Linked DNA regions of Xenopus laevis: region 2 is linked to region 1. Evidence: chromatin contacts called from public Hi-C data. All regions are on one chromosome and are shown on one strand. Each heading gives the region's core, a stretch centred on a gene start, on an enhancer-like site or on the middle of the called end of the contact. The rest is flanking DNA. Distances are from core to core; before and after follow the strand shown.

Evidence for each region. Hi-C and Micro-C count contacts between places; a contact is called where the count stands out from the background.
Region 2: a Hi-C map of the XL177 cell line shows a contact between it and region 1, with 3 times the contacts expected there. The contact joins the enhancer-like site here to the promoter of prkrip1.L in region 1. A contact is called at or near these places in 2 of 4 Hi-C or Micro-C datasets (the XL177 cell line and the XTC cell line).

The regions. Positions count from the first base shown.
Region 1 is chr2L:48,039,396-48,044,544 of Xenopus_laevis_v10.1, forward strand. prkrip1.L (PRKR interacting protein 1) L homeolog) reads right to left here and starts at 2,706. Exons shown (of 7, transcript NM_001092454.1): 1 at 2,657-2,706; 2 at 1,945-2,106; 3 at 687-765; 4 at 65-165. The coding sequence starts at 2,067.
Region 2 is chr2L:48,220,119-48,225,267 of Xenopus_laevis_v10.1, forward strand. nlk.L (nemo-like kinase L homeolog) reads left to right here. Exons shown (of 11, transcript NM_001091101.2): 8 at 2,017-2,103; 9 at 3,073-3,271; 10 at 5,006-5,099. Among protein-coding and RNA genes, the nearest start is that of tnfaip1.L, 20 kb to the right of the region's middle. Within about 2 kb of position 1,988, at least 2 of the 7 cell types and tissues checked have an H3K27ac peak or open chromatin away from gene starts, as enhancers often do.

The sequences.
Region 1 (5,149 bases), core at 1,456-3,955:
TCTGATTTGGTTAGCGCTATACAATAAATACAATAAAAATCACAAAAACATATAAATCAGTAACCTTTTCGGACATCCCATCGAGAAACTCTTGCCTTTGGTACTCTCTGCGCCGAAGATGCCGATATACATGGAACTCTCCGCTGCCAGCCCCAGCACTTGATCCTGGATAAGTGAATATTATTATAAGCAAGTTTTGTTACTGCATATATTTACTTATTATACTATTTGTGTTGTTATTTTTTTTTTAAAGTACTGCTGGCAATGTAAATAATAGTGATAAAGAATTTTTGTAAATTTTTGGCTCATCTTATTGCAATTACTGTTTTCTACTTGGTTCACCAGACACATCAATATCACTTATGTGACAGCAGTAACTTATCTTATTAATTAGTATTAAACTGTATTTATATTAACGTAAGCTGTGCATTCATGTAATCTGGGAAAATAAATTACATGCCTGCGGCAGAGTTTAAATTACTGCTAAAATCAGGGATGCAATTATTTGTATGTAATAACGAATGCATTTAATTATAAAATCTAGTGATCATGTTCAGTATATTATAATTGCCGCAATCTAAATTATCCCACTTACTGCATGTCCATGTGCACAGTATGGAATTATGTCGCCCTAAGGGGTGCAAGACACGTAACATACTACAAATACAGTTTAGGTTAATGATTACCCATGACATCTCTGACAAATTCTGGAGCAGATCTTGGAGACCATTCTTTGGGCCTCTCAGGTACGGTAGCAGGTTTATCCTACAAAAACCAAACCGGGTTAAGGGGGATGATAAATAAAATGATTAAAATGCTGCTATTTATTTTTGGCAAAATTATTTAGCAACTAATAAATACACTGAGAAACTGGACTTTGTTATTTTCCTTTCACACAAAAACGACATGATCGTTGCTCAAAAGGGACATTAATGAAATAAACGCCTAGAGAAGATGAACTAACCTGATCTCAGTGATGAAGCAATCCTGGCCAAGTTGAGATTGTTTACAATAGAGAAAAGATGCTTATGGGGATGACATAATAATAATTGTGTTTTACTTTTTCACAACAAATATTTAGTGACTTTACTTGAACATTCCAGTGTTAGTCATATATATCAGCACGTGGTGCATACCATTCTAAAGCCACACTATAAAAAACATCTATCCAAAGGAGGCTTTTGGGACATGCGGGGAATTATAGTTCAGCACAAGATGGGGGCGGGGCAGCGACATACAAGTTATTTGCATCTGCAATCATTCTGAAAAATACAGCAAATGCTTTGTTGGCAAGAGGGACGTAAGGATTGAGGATTGAAAAATAAAAAACACTTGTAAAGGCAACGTACTTTAAGAGTATAGCCCATTAGATGTTGCTTTTGGTGGTTTGCGGGTGTTTAGAATTGTAGTTCAACAAAAGCTAGAGTGCCACAGGCTGAAGGTCCCTGGACTCAAATGCATATGGCATTCAAAATATGTACCATTTAAATTCAAAGTTGAAAACAGTCTGCAAAACCTACTAGGGATGCACAGAATCCAGGATTCGATTTGGGATTCGGCCTTTTTCAGCCGGATTCGGATTCAGCCAAATCGAATCGTAATTGGCATATGCAAATTAGGGCGGGAGGGAAATCGTGTGTCTTTTTGTCACAAAACAAGTAAGTAAAAAATGTTTTCCCAGTCCCATCCCTATTATCCCTATATATTAGGGTTCGGATTCTGTTCGGTATTCGGCTGAATCTTTCACAAAGGATTCGGTGGTTCGGCCTAATCCAAAATAGTGGATTCTGTGCATCCCTAAAATTTACCAAACTTTGGTAATCCAATCGTTGCATAAGTACAACTGACAGTAGCAGAAGGTGCTGGCAGCTGTAGTTTTGAAACAGATGAAGTGCCAAAACTTGCCATTCACATAATCCCCCCCCCCAATCAGTCACATCTTACAGGGTTCCTCATCAACCTCTCCAGTTTCAGCCTTTGCTCATCAGTTGCATTTTTTGGGATGACGAGCGGCTGAGGTTCTTTCTTTTGCCGGGCTGGCTTTGCTGTCCCAGTCTCTTTTGCCATGTTTACTCCTTGTTCAGGGATCCACGAAATATCCCAAATCTAAGAAGAAAGGGAAAATAGTTGATGTGATTCTAACTTTGCAATGAGCACCAATGTTTACCTTTTAATATCATGCCACAGGCACAAGTCTGCATGACTAAGATGAGAAGAAAGCTTCATAGATACTAGTTCTCCCAGCAAGATGCAGAATAAGCAGGAGTCCAATTAAACCAGCGTTTCTTAACCCGGGCACAGTCCTGCATCATCTGGAAGCCAATGTAAACATACTGTGTGGCAAACCCACAAATGAGGGGACCACTGGGAAGACTTGAATCTTGCAGAGACATGATAAAGGGAGAGCTGCAAGACTGGAAGTGTAGTCCTCCAGGAAGGTAAGGGAGAGAGGAATATACATTCTGCAGTGGGGACCATACAAGCCACTAGATACTACAAGAACTAGATTTGTCTTGCAGGTATGAGATATTACAGGAGGATTATAGTGTGGGCAGAGAAGCTGAAGTGTAGTGCCTCTGAATACAGCATGAAGGACAGTACAAACCAGCCCCGAGCTGTCTGGCTAACAAGCACTCACTCATTCACACTCCCTCACCTTCTCTCGTTGACTTATGATGTTTGTTTTCTCTCTGCACCACACGCTGCACACGGAAATGCCGCCGCACAGGAAGTGTTGGTGGGAGGGAGGAAGGCTACAGCGATTGGCTGAATTGCCAAAGAGGCAGGTCCGAGAACTCAAGAGTTAGGGATTGTGGAGAAATACACGGACAAACACAGACGCACGCAGATCACAAGGGGCTAAATTTGGTGGATAACGCTTTAATCCGATATGAGACAGACTGCGCATGTGCAGCGACTAGAGTTTTCGCTCAGGATTGCAATGGATCTGACACTGACATGCATATATAAGCTTAGTGTGTAGCTCTCCAGCTCTCCCCCGCCAATTACAGCACTGGTGCCCCCATGACTGCCCAGTAACACACCTACTTAACCCCACCACTTACAGCACAGCAGCCCCCAGTCACAGTAAAGTAACAGACGTAACCCTAAGTAGTAGTACAGTGAACACCCCCCAATCAGTGACAGTCACATCAGCTCCTCTCATCCCTCCCCCAGTATGTCACACACACACTCACAGTGCCTAGGTCACAGCCAAACACATTTGTTTGATCTGTATATCTGATTAAATGGATATATGAGACTCAAGCTCAGTGGCGTAACTAGACACGTGTGCCTCCCCTGCGAAATCACGCTCTTCCCCCATGCCAGCCAAAAAAGTTACCTCTGACCTGCCTCACACAATGTGACTTACTGCGGGCTCCAAGTAGGGTTGCCACCTTTTCCGGAAAAAAATACCAACCTTCTAATATTTCTTTTTTCCCTATTAATAACATTGGGATCATCCATCATTTTTACCGGCCAGGTGGCAACCCTATGCAGGCCCAAGGGGGTGCAGGCGCGGGTGCAATCAGGCCCAGATTTGTGGGCAGGCCACAAAGGATTAGGGCGGCATGGCACCTGCTGTCTGCATATTCACAGGGGACAGTGCGGGTGATTTTGACAGCTGTTTGAATCTCCCACCCTTTGCCAGGCCAAGTCGGCCAGGCACACTAGGTAACTAGGTAACCATGTCGCCTCCTCCTTATTCGTGAACACAAACAAGCAAGCCCCATAGGGGCGGGGGACACAAGGGTTCAAACTAGGGGAGGCGGCAGAAGAGGTACTGTGCCTGGCACCCCCTCCAGCTTTGTGCCCTAGGCACGTGCCTCCTATGTCTACCCCTAGTTCAGGCCCTGCTCCCACCCACCCAGTCTCCACTGAAAGCGATCTGGAAACGACAAGAAGAAACAGAGCCAGTTTCGTCAACATAAAGGGGGGTGATCTGCTTATATAACCTACGTAAGAACTTACTTTATTTAGCACACAGTCAGCATCTTCTATAGCCCTCTTAATAATCTGCTGTACCCGCTCAGGATCATCTTCATCTGCATGAAAACTCTGATGGGCATATGATCACATAATATTGATGTGGTTTTGCAAATAATATAGTTTGGCCTATCCTTCTAGCTTTTCCTGCCTTGGTGGCTTGGATTTTTGAAACAATGTAGCAGAAACCAACAGATTAACAGAACTGCCTTGGCTGGAGAAGAACGGACTGCTACCTTGTTTAAAAAATCAGAACCAGGAGCACAGAAAGGAAAAAAAGAATACTGCTTTCGACAGTTACAAACAGCTTTAAAACCACTGAGCATTTGAAAATATCATATACAGTCATATGAAAATGTTTGGGAACCCCTCTCAGCCTGCATAATTATTTACTAGACTTTCAACAAAAAAAGATAACAGTGGTATGTCTTTAATTTCCCATGAACATCTGAGTAGGAGCTTGAGACAGGTGTGTCCAATCATGAGATTTGGTGGAGGTTCCATCATGCTGTTTGGCTAGTTCAGGTACTGGGGTTCTTGTTAAAATTGAGGGTCTGATGAATTCTACCAAGCATCAACAAATTCTTCAGGATAATGTTCAAGCATCAGTCACAAAGTTGAAGTTATGCAGGGGTTGGATATTCCAACAAGACAATGACCCTCAACATAGGTATTTATGCAGAGGGAGATGTAAAATATTCTGGAATGGTCACATTGAACATCTATGGGATGATTTGAAGCAGGCTGTCCATGCTCAGCAGCCATAAATTTAACTGAACTGGAGAGATTTTATATGGACGAATGGTCAAAAATAACACCATCCAGAATCCAGACACTCATCAAAGGCTATAGGAGGTGTCTAGAGGCTGTTCCGTTTGCAAAAGGAGGCTCAAGTATTGATGTAATATCTCTGTTGAAAGCTCAGCCAACGATAAACAAAACTCCAAACAATTAAGAGGGGTTCCCAAACTTTTCCATATGACTGTATATTAGTAGCTTAACTAAATTTTCTTTCATTAGGAATAAAATGTTTGTGATTACATCCCTTGTAAACCATTCACAGCTGTTTGTAAAAAAAATTGGCCTGAATCATCATGTTATAAAGACATACAGCTAAGCAGATACAAATCCTTAAATGCGGAATGGTTAGCAGTTCATTGTA
Region 2 (5,149 bases), core at 738-3,237, 180 kb after region 1:
TCTTCTGAAACAACCGACTCCAACACAAAGCTGCATATAGAGAGGCAAGTTGTAGAGAGGGGGATAGGGAAGAGTAACTTAATTATTTCAGAAATGGTACAGATTTTTTGATTATGTTTAGAAACATGAGTTGAAGTTTCATTTTTGTGATAGTTGCACTGGATGCTGCTCTGTGAACAAAATGCATAGGGCTGTTCTTGTCTGTTTGGTTTAATTGATGCATTGCCTGCTGGCAGCCCTCTGTCTGGGGTTATGCATTGTCTGTGGCCTGGCTGTCTGGAGATGTTCTCCTGTATTGAGTTTTCAGTGAACCTTTATTGTGGCTCTTGGTGTTGCTATTGCTAAAATGATATGTTTTTCCCTTGGTGATGCCCTGCAGAGGTGTAGCCAATTTCTCCTAATGCCAAGTGCATGGTTGTGTGCACAGCACTTGTGCTTAACCTATATACGAGTTTTGTAATTAACATCTTATTAGACTCCAACATGCAGTGAGTTGTTAGCTAACCAGGACCTGTTGGTGCTGTATGAATACGTGTTGATAATCATGCTTAAAGGAACAGTTCTGTGTAAAAATAACTGTGTAAATAGATAGGCTGTACGAAATAAAAAATGTTTCTAATATAGTTAGTTAGCCAAAAATTTAATGGAGTGACTGGATGTGTAACACAATAGCCAGAACACTACTTCCTGCTTTGCAGCTCTCTTTGTTTCCAAAGGCAATAACCAATCACTGACTTGAGGGAGGGTCAATTGGGACAAAACTATTAGCTCAGATTCAAAAGCAATAGTTATAGCCCATGTCCCCCTCAAGTCACTTATTGGTTACTGCCTGGTAACCAATCAGTGGAAAGCAAGAGTGCTGAAAAGCAGGAAGTAGTGTTCTGGCTATTATGTTACGCAAGGAAACAAACGGTCGCACACCCTTGATCAAATTAGCTTGGTGCACAATATTAGAGGATCCGGCAACCTCACAATCGAGTAGGAAGAAAATATTGGCACACAAGGCATACAAGTTGCAGGGAGTACCCTGCTTGTTTTATTATGTGGAACGCAACGTTTCACGGGTAGCATGATACTTTGTAACCTTTTACAAATGTTGCCAATTGCCTTATCCTAATTTTGGTTTTATCTTTTGTTACTTTATTTAAATATACAAGTGGTGTTTCCTTTTTAGGCCACTGTTAATATTGGACTTTTTCTTTTGCACTTACGGATTTTCTCAAGCACCTATGGACTTATTTTTTGATGCTTCCAATTATGGACTATAGTGTGCAATATACACCTTGGACACCTAATATGGGGGATTTAATACTAATTATCATGTAATTATTTATACATTTTTGCTATTTTATAACATTGTATATGCTAATTCATTAATTGACCACCCTATTTGTATTTCCTGCACTACGGTTCCCACATGCTTGTCAAAGGGGCGTGTCCCAGAAATGTTACATTCCGCACAATAAATCAAGCAGGGTACTCCCTGCAACTTGTATGCCTTGTGTGCCGATATCTTCATCCTACTCTGGCTATTATGTTACACATCCAGTCACTCCATTTTTAATACATTACATTTTTGGCTAACTAACTATATTGAAAACATTTTTTATTTTGCACAGCCTATCTATTTACCCAGTTTTTATTTTTATACTAAACAATTCCTTTAAGAACTTATGCTACTCTTCTAGAAATGTACCTCTCTTGGCATCCCACTGGATTCAGTGTATACGTGTAAAGCAATGTTTGCTTATGTACATCTGCCGTTACTTAAACACATTACAGCGTATGCCGTAAACTGCTGATCCCCCCCGAGTACCAAAGGTTATTATGGTGATAACATAGACAGCGGGAGATGAGGAATGCTCATTGCAGTGGGACGTTGCTTCTCCCTTAATCAGAATGACAGGAGTGCTGTGCTTGCTGACTACAGGAATAGCCAGAGCAGTTACACAGAGCAGCCCTTTTATCTGTGCCACAGCAGGCTTTATTCTTCATTATTTCTTTTTGTCCTTTCAGCCATCTCTTCCTGTCCTCTACACACTGTCCAGCCAGGCAACTCATGAAGCTGTCCATCTGCTCTGCAGGATGCTGGTCTTTGATCCAGTAAGTAGGACTTGCCCATTCCCAGGGTTATTTCTTCCTCTACTAACATTTGCCTTTATAGTGATCCTCTAACAGAAATATGTTGGCACCTTATTCAGTGCCAGAAGCTTGCTGGACCCTGTAGCACTTACAGTTCATTCTGGGCCACCTAACCAATCCATAGAACCCTGCTGATTTAGCAGAGGCGTGAGGCACAGATCATTTTGTGCATTGTACATTGAATGCCATTTGTTCCCTCAAGCATAAAACCTGATGTTCTGTGTTTACTCACGCCTGAAGCAAAGCACGAGAGCCCTGTTGGTACACTGGGTTCTGTGCATAAGCATGACTATGCCAAAACAGAATAAAGTTCAATAAATAACAGCACAAAGCTTGTCCTTACTCTGTTACCCACTCAGATTAAAGGTCACCTACAGGATTTCTGTCCTTGTTTTATTTGGTTTTATTTGCAAACTGGTAATAGTGCTACAAAACTAACTGCTCATGAACAGTTCTTATGCTTCTAATGCTTATACAACATCTTCAAAACCAAGCATCAACAATTAAAGTATGAGTGTCCCATCAATATATGAACATAAACTTCAAATGCTGCTGCATAAGCATTTAATGGTAATAATTAAATGACATAGATCGTTAGAAGTCCAACGCCGCAGACTATATCGTCTAAATGGCTGTCGAATGTATTTATAATGTTATTTGTCATCATGCTAAAGTCTTTATCGCCCTCTAGTGACCATTTTACTTACTAAGCAGTAATTTAATATTTATTATGTGAGTGTAGATAGTGTGCATCCTCCATGTTCTCCAGAAGTCAATGTAACCCTATCCCTAGAATGCGAAAGCATTTTGGAGCATTTTCATGCTTGAAAAAGTTCAATGTCAAAAATGATAAATACTCCAGAACTGAATCCATATAAACTTTTCTGCTTTGGATTATAAACTAACATTTCGTCTTTGTTTTTTTTTCAGTCCAAACGGATATCGGCTAAAGATGCCTTGGCTCACCCGTACCTGGATGAAGGCCGCTTGCGATATCACACTTGCATGTGCAAATGTTGTTTTTCAACTTCTTCCGGGAGGGTCTACACCAGTGATTTTGAGCCGATCACAAATCCAAAATTTGATGACACTTTTGAAAAGAACCTCAGTTCTGTTCGGCAGGTGAAAGGCAAGTACTGAGTCGTAGAATAACCTTAGGCGTTCATCTTATTGTGGTGTGACAAAAGGGAAATGAGTATACACCTCAACTACTGCCAGTAAATGATTTTCACACTGTTTATCAGTTAAACATTTTACTCCTCTACAATCAATTCAAGAAATATAATCCCACATTTTATGGTGGCTGTAGTACAGCCAAAAGCAACAGCTATTGCATTGGAGTTAACTATCCATTTAAAACATCTCAAGGCAAATGTGAAGCATTAGAAATAAATTACTCTTATGTGAGCTGTCCAAGCAGGAATGGAATGCTCAGATTAAATGGGCAATATACAAAGTAAATAGGATATACAAAGTCATAGTATATATGACACTGATGCTGGCTGCACAGTTGCACTGGCCCATCATGGGACCAGAAACTCCCAATGGACCCAGTAAAGCTTCATGCAACTAGTTTCATGCCTATCTCATAGCTGTTACCTACTTTTGCATGAGGACTAGTAATAACAATGGATCGAAGGATAGACAGAAAAGTGGAAAATAAATAATTTGGAGTGTGGGTCTATGAGCTAAAGTTTTCAGGTGGGACCCTGGCACCCCAGACTGACACTGTCTGAGTTAATTGTTTTATAATGCTTATAAAATGACTGGTAATAACTTAAAGGGGTTGTTCACCTTTAAATTAACTTTTAGTATGATGCAGAGAGTGATATTCTGAGACAATTTGCAATTGGTTTGTATTTTTTATTATTTCGTTTTTGAGTTGTTTATTCAACAGCTCTCCTGTTTGGATTGTCTTCAGTCTGGTTGCTAGGGCCCAAATTACCCTAGCAACAGACTGCAATATGAATAGGAGAGGGCCTGAATAGAAAGATAAGTAATAAAAAGTAGCACTAAAAATAAATTTGTAGCCTTACAGAGCATTTGTTTTTTAAATGGGATCAGCGACGAAGAAGAAGGCAAATTAAAAATTATGAAGAAAACATGAAGGCCATTTGAAAAGTTGCCTAGAATTAGCCATTCTGTAACATACTAAAAGTTAACGTAAAGGTGAACCACCCCTTTAAAATAATGATTTAATAGAAAGTATGGGCTGCAGTTGACTCAGGAGAAACAGAGAGTTGGGGGTTAGCATACTGTAGTGAACCATGTTAGCGGCAAGAAGAGGTGTAAAATTGCTGGAATTGCTGTTAATGCTAAACTATACAGTAATACAGCTTCATCCATATAGTGACTGTATATTCATATACAATAGAACCCCCCAATTTTCCGTTTTTTAGGGGACCAGGAAAAAAGGTGTAAAATCAGGGAACTGTATTATGCATAATATATAGGTGGGATCACAAAATAACAATGTAAAAAGAGGGCAAACTTAAAATCAGGGGATGTAAAATTGAGGTTTCACTGTATTAGATGGTTAGATGCTGGTGCCATTCTACTTTCTAGACATGCTATTTTTTCATGAGTGCCTATGGACATATGAGGGTGCACCTAACTACTGTCTGATTTACTGTGAGAGTTTCTTTACTATAATGTGTTTGTATTGGGCACATGGGGCATTTGGTCTGCTGCTGCCATACTGCAGAAAACAGTAATATACAAAACACTTTTTTTCGTGTCACGACTCCTGATAAAATGTATAAAAGTGCCATAATGCCTCATGTGAAATATTTGTTACTGTCTTTGCCTTTGTACCTATAATCTACTTTTCTCTACCCCCCCCCCCATTCTTTTTCCTCTGCAGAAATAATTCATCAGTTTATATTGGAACAGCAGAAAGGAAACAGAGTACCTCTGTGCATCAATCCTCAGTCTGCTGCTTTTAAAAGCTTTATAAGGTATGTCACCTTGACTTGTAAATACTCAATCAATCTGCAATAAATAGCTT